Regions from separate parts of the Dromaius novaehollandiae genome. Here region 1 is linked to region 2. A link is a contact called in public Hi-C data. All regions are on one chromosome and are shown on one strand. The core of a region is the stretch at or near the end of the contact, and the rest is flanking DNA. Distances in the headings are between cores, read along the strand shown. Region 1 has its middle 370 kb from the start of RNF144A. Region 2 holds the start of ID2 (inhibitor of DNA binding 2).

Evidence for each region. Hi-C and Micro-C count contacts between places; a contact is called where the count stands out from the background.
Region 1: a Hi-C map of brain shows a contact between it and region 2, with 5 times the contacts expected there. The contact joins the enhancer-like site here to the promoter of ID2 in region 2. A contact is called at or near these places in 3 of 4 Hi-C or Micro-C datasets (brain, liver and ovary).

The regions. Positions count from the first base shown.
Region 1 is chr3:18,460,721-18,463,826 of bDroNov1.hap1, forward strand. No RefSeq gene overlaps it. Among named protein-coding and RNA genes, the nearest start is that of RNF144A, 370 kb to the right of the region's middle. Within about 2 kb of position 1,256, at least 1 of the 2 cell types and tissues checked has open chromatin away from gene starts, as enhancers often do.
Region 2 is chr3:17,975,838-17,978,911 of bDroNov1.hap1, forward strand. ID2 (inhibitor of DNA binding 2) reads right to left here and starts at 1,509. Exons shown (of 3, transcript XM_026097234.2): 1 at 1,026-1,509; 2 at 654-718. The coding sequence starts at 1,373. The coding sequence ends at 662.

The DNA.
Region 1 (3,106 bases), core at 6-2,505, 480 kb after region 2:
ATAAAGGGGAAGAGAGTCAGTGTCTGGCAACACTTACCTTGCAGTGGGATCTGACCTGTCACCATATCACTTTGTAGCAAGAACGAGAAACAAACATGATTTTAGAGCAAGACTCACCATGTGTGACTTACTGAGCACAACATGGGCCTTTCACAGCTCTGCTGCTGCCAGGTCTCAATGTGCAGAGTTGAGAGCGTGGTGGGAAGAAGGGCTTATAGAAGTCATTCGCCATTTGAACTGCCTGGCTCGATGGAGTTGGACGGGACAAATGCAGCATAATACTTGTAGCCTGCTGAACACTTCCAGTGACTGAGCTAACAACTGTCAATTTTGCCAAACTGTTTTCAATTAAAAGTGTATGTCTACAAGAGGTAGAATACTGCATTCAGGGGGCAGAACAGTGGTCTTGCATACAGCCTTGCATGCCATTGCAGTGTGCTCTTTCACAGGGGTTGCAGCATTTCTGCGTGCACTGCCATACGCTCATGTGAATGTTTGCCCAGAGAGGAGCAGAAGTCAGGGCTCTGCCACTTACAGCACCTCCAGGGCAGACGAGCACACAGGTGTGTGTGTGGGTGGGGAGTTTATAACTAAGGAAGAAGAATACCGAATGAAGAGATAAACCACACAAAGGGACTACATTTGATCTTTGTTCTAAAAATTCAAAGGCAGCAAGAGCTGTAAAAATCACTTGCTGTTCCATGTAACGAGCAAATTGTTACAACACTCTGCAAAGGCCCAGGACTCCTGCATCTTTTGTAAGGACAACTGAATGCATTTCATCTTACTAGCTAAAAGTGAGAGTTCTTGTCTGCATAGAAATCAGCCACTTTGCTTTCCTGACACTCCTACCATGAAATTCTGTACTGTGTTAAAATCTTTGATGCAAGAATTTCAGTCACAGGTCATTCTGCATGTAAGTTTATGTTCCCTTGGTTATTTAGATCTGTGTATTATACATTCTCAAGCTTTTTACAAGCTCATTTGTGTGTCTCATGATTAAAAATTCTGTTTATGTTTTTTCGCTTGTCAAGACATAATCAGCTTTCATGCTGTGTCTATGTGATATCTTCAATAATCAGTCAGGTTTATGGGGAAAGCAAGGGTAGCAATGCCATACAAAGCGCTTCTCAGGAATGAGTCTGTTGCTGTGAACTCGGTTTTCATTCTGCTTCACCTAAAATCTTAAAGCTATGAGCTTCTGTCAAGGAAGTTTTTGTAACAGCCTAGACTCTACCAGCTAACTAGCTCCCCCTCTTGAAACTTCACAAATACTGGCAGAAAGCTACTCAGGGTTGTAAAGGGAAGTAAACTGAAATCCAACTGTACTGCAGTATTTCACTCTCAGTTTTTTAATAATTGTGGATTTGTTTTTTCATCTGCAACCCTGACAGCTGGTTAGTGGTCCTTTTGTTGCTGGTGCTGCTGGTTTCTGAACCGACCTTTTAAGAACAAAGGGTTTTAGTGTTTGTTGCATAAGGGTTTTGGGCCACAGAAGCCACGACAGTGCCTGTGTCCAGCGGAGACGGTGCACCAGAATGGCCAAGGAAGATGAAGGGCACAGGAGAGGGACAAGGATGGCCAGGGGACATCGCGGTTCAGTTCCACCCTAGGGCAGCCTCTACGTGTGGACTCCAGTGAACGCCAGGGCAGAAATGAGCATGGCCCATCTGTGCAGGAGTGCAAACACCATCTGCACCTCCCGGGGGTGATTCTCTGCTGACAATGAGCCCAGCTGACGCAGGAAGACGGCAGCTGTGCTCGCTCGCTGCCTTACTTCGTGCAGGAACGGGGTTAGAAACATGGTAGGTAGCTACAGTCAGGAGTTTCTGGATCCTTCCAGAAAAAATAGGAGGCATAGCAGAGATTTTATTCTTGGGTGTTGAATGGAGAGGTCCTTGGATCTGCAGCTAAGAGCAAAGTGTCTTCAGCACACAGCAGGCCTCATTAAGCTGAGCACTATCCACGCACATTTTACAAAGAGCTGTCCCTGCCCTGAAAATTTCCTTTCTGAAAATGTCACTGTGATGCCAACATGGACAAAGGGCAGGATAAGGCAAGACTTCTTGTTTTATTTACAGATGAGTAACTGTGGCATAAGGCCACACTCAGTCTTCCTACTGTATTGTTTAAGCATTTTATCCAGTGATTCTTCAACTGAAAGAATATTCATCATCCCTGAAGCAAGGAACAGAACACAGGACTCCTCATTTCCAGGGTTGTCCTGGCAGTGCGCTATAAAATCAGGCTCTTTCTATTTATTCTTATTTATTTGCTTATTCTCAACTACTGTATGGCCAGGTGAGTTTTCTTCCAGGGAGGGTCAGAAGTGGTTTGGAAAGCCTTTAGGCTGAAAAGAGTCTGGAATCTAATTTCTTGATAAAAGTTTCTAAGTGATTGCTAAAAATGGTGAGGACTACCACTAGCTTGATTTTAAACTGAATTTGGTGCTTTATGTCATTTTCAAGGGTGCATACATGCCAGCTAAAAGAGCTGTTTTGGCACTTCTACAGACTATATGTAGCCGTTGCCTTTTTCTGAACCACAATGAAGCTTGCATCACAGCTAGTGATGCAGATGAGAGCTTTTGTCCTTCTTATGTGAACAAACTGGCATTTACTCATCTAATCCAAATAGTTGAGGTTTCACAGTCTTACAGTCGTGCTTAAATCTTTCTGATCAGTCTAGATATGTCCTTAGAGACAGGGCTTAGTTGTTTAGGTCCCTTGAATCCTATGGAAATCCATGGGAAATCTTAGGCATCAAAATATCTTTCAAAATCTTACCTTAAGTCACCTGTCCCAAATCAGCCAGGAAATTTGTGAGAATCAGAAGCAAATTAGCCATGTTCTTCCTAAGAGTCTTAACCACAAAACAATCTTTCACTTTTAAATTCAATTAGCAGAATTTTTTAAATAATTGGTAAACATAAGGAGCTCAATTTTTATATATCTATTCTAGGACACTTTATGTGTCACCTAATTGTAAGATGGGTAATTAGCATCTTCTGGACACCACATCCTTCTGACATATCTATACAGTAAAACTGACCCAGTTACAATTAATAGTTTTTTTTTTAAAGTCTTAGCTCCCATCTTAAGGCTAA
Region 2 (3,074 bases), core at 259-2,758:
GATCCGGACAGACTGGCGCCAGAGAGGAAGCCACAGTTTGAACATTTAACCAAACACTCAAAGATTGGGCAAACCCTGGCGTCCAGATGCAACACATACACGCTCACACACTCACTCTCAAGAGCACAAATTGAACATTAAAAAAACATACACTCAATGGAAAGGATAGAAAGGGGATTCTCAGTCCAATCTCTATTTAGATCTCTGTAAATGCACTGCTCAGAGGCGCCAGTCTGCCTCTTACAGCAATTATTTGATTAAAAGCAGTCATTTATTTAACTGATAGTGTAGACAATCCCACATCACAAAATTTAAGAAACTGTGCCAAGTTTCCCAACTTAATCAGTCACTCTGGCCCGGGAAGTTAAGACTTCAGAAACAGATAACCAGAGAATTGGCATTGAGCAGTGAGTAGTATCAGAGCAAACAGTCTGTGCTGCTTAATTATCCTTAGAAACCAAAATATACTTTGGACTATCAGACTCCATTATTAATCTAATTTTAATGGTTGGATTGCTGGTTATAAAGGCATATCCTAATCAACTTTTATGATAGACTTTTTAAAAATAGTAACAGCCTCATAAACAGAATTTTTCCATTCTGAATGGAAGCACTTTCATCTGAAGTTTAAAAATAAGGCTCACTTTACTCACCGTTTGATTTAGCCACAAAGTGCTTTGCTGTCATTTGACATTAGTTCTGAGGGGAATTCAGATGCCTGCAAGGAGAAAATACAACAAAACAGAGCAGTGTTAAATGTCTTAGCAGTCAAAAAAGCAGAAAAAGTACTCTGGATCGTGAAGTTCTTCACTCATGACATGTTTTGATACAGACTCGTAACAATGGCTAGCAGAGGTAGTGGCAGTTTTGCTGGAATTTCCATACATTTTAATCTAGCCCTCTGTCTTCAGTAACCATTACTCAGGTTGGCCACGTTCTGCATTAAAGACAGTTCTAACATTGACTTAAAATACCGTATCTAGGTCAGCGGACAGAAACAGGGCAGCTACGGAGAGGTCATTTACCTGTAACGACAGGATGCTGATGTCTGTGTTTAAGGTGGTCAGAGGAGTTCTCGAAGAAGGATTTTGTCCTGGTCTCTGGTGATGGAGACTGACAATACTGGGATGTGAATCTAAGGCGATCTGCAGGTCCAGAATGTAGTCGATGACATGCTGCAGGATTTCCATCTTGCTTACTTTCTTGTTCTGAGGGATGCTGGGCACTAGCTCTTTCAGTTTGGAGTAGCAGTCATTCATGTTGTACAGCAAACTCATAGGATCATCCACGGGGGTTTTGCTCCGGGATATGCCTAGGTTGTGCTCCGAGAGGCTGTTTTTCCTGACAGATCTTACAGGACTGAAAGCTTTCATGCTGAAAGACAGATGGAGAGAGCAGTTCCAGCGCACAGAAACACTGTGGGAGCTCGCTCTCCGCTTGCTTCTCTGCCTCTCTGCCTTTCCTCTCTAAGCAGCTGCCTGAGCGCAGAATGAAGCGGTAAGCTGCTCGTGCCGGCTTTTATACTGCAGGCGCAGGAGCTGCCAAATCCAGCCTGTGCTCGCTGCCATTGGAGGCCAGCAGCATGTCCATCAGGCCCCGAGACGCTCTCACTGGTACAAATACAAGCGAAGCGGCTGCTCGGGCCTTCCGTGTTCGGAGCCAATGTGGGGAAGGAGGTGTGGCTGCGCCAGGCACAGCTGAGGGTAGTAAATACTGTACAGTAAATGCCGAGCCCGGACTCGCAGCGAACGTTTTACAAAGGCACTTAGGAAGGAATGAAATGGGCATTTTTACATTGCGATCGCAGAGATCAGAGTTCGGTCACAAAACCCTCGGCCCTCTCCCTCTGTACTTCTCCCTCTCGTATAAAAGACAGCCTCCTAACGTTCTTCCCTCTGTTTTGGAGAGTTAAAGTGGGAATAAAAACACCCTGCAAGTATAAGGGCTCAAGAAGAGAGGCTGGGGCGAGCGTATGCAGATTGTAAGGGCAGGCACTGAAGGAGTGAGGAATGCGTTGCTGTAAGCATTCTGTGTGCAGAATATGATATACCTAGGTAATATTTACTGCTATAACAAGATGTTGGTGCAGGCTGAGACTTCCTGAAAGTCACTTTGAATTAGAGTATCAAGCAGCTTTTCAAAGTGCCTATTTAAAAATACGACTGCATACATCAATGGTCAGGCTCAGTAGTAGAGCACTGTAGGCTCCAGATTTAGGCAGGAGATGTACGTGTAAAACATAAATAAACATAAAATCAACTTGAACTTTCCTCTCTAATGACAGAACACTGCTACAAGGCTGAGAGCTCAGAGAGCCCTGACAGACTAAGAAGTCACTGTTTGCTTGCTGTTTCCTGAGGACAGGGCTATTTTAAATGATGCTATTAATTGGAAATCATTAGGCAAATGTGCATATTGAAAGTACATTTACATGTATTACCCTTGAAAGGCTGTTCATCTGCATCCTATCAGTGCATGTGACATGTTACTGTAATTAATTATGCATAGATTGTTTCTGGTGACAAATGTGAATACTTACTGCACGCTGTACTTTTTGCAGCTTTTGGTTGCAGCCAATGAAACATCCTGCAGAAACATTCCAGAGGAAAAAGTTGGGGTTTTGTTTAACTGCAGAAATTATGGCAATTTTTTTTCAAGCTTAGGTCAATTGCATTTTTCTATATTTAGCTCATACCGATTGCTCTATAACATACCAATGTATCTCCCAACCATCTTTTCACGTAAGTTAAACTTATAAAAGTGTAGATTTTCATATACAATTAATATATATGGGATTCTACACGTAGAACAATTATAATAACCATCTGAATGCTTAAAGTACGTTTTTCTTTATTTCAAAGCAAGCATAGACATGACATCTATAAAATCAGTTAAGATTGTACTGTGACTATTAAAAGCAGACAAATATTGGATTTATCTGTGCCGTTGTTGCATAGCTACACTAAATGAATTGGGGATGTGGGGGAGGAACGTTACGGACCCTTGGAGAAAAAGCGCTATAGAGATCGATGAATATTTTTCTCCAATTAATGTTGCATTCCTTAGCTGGTGTT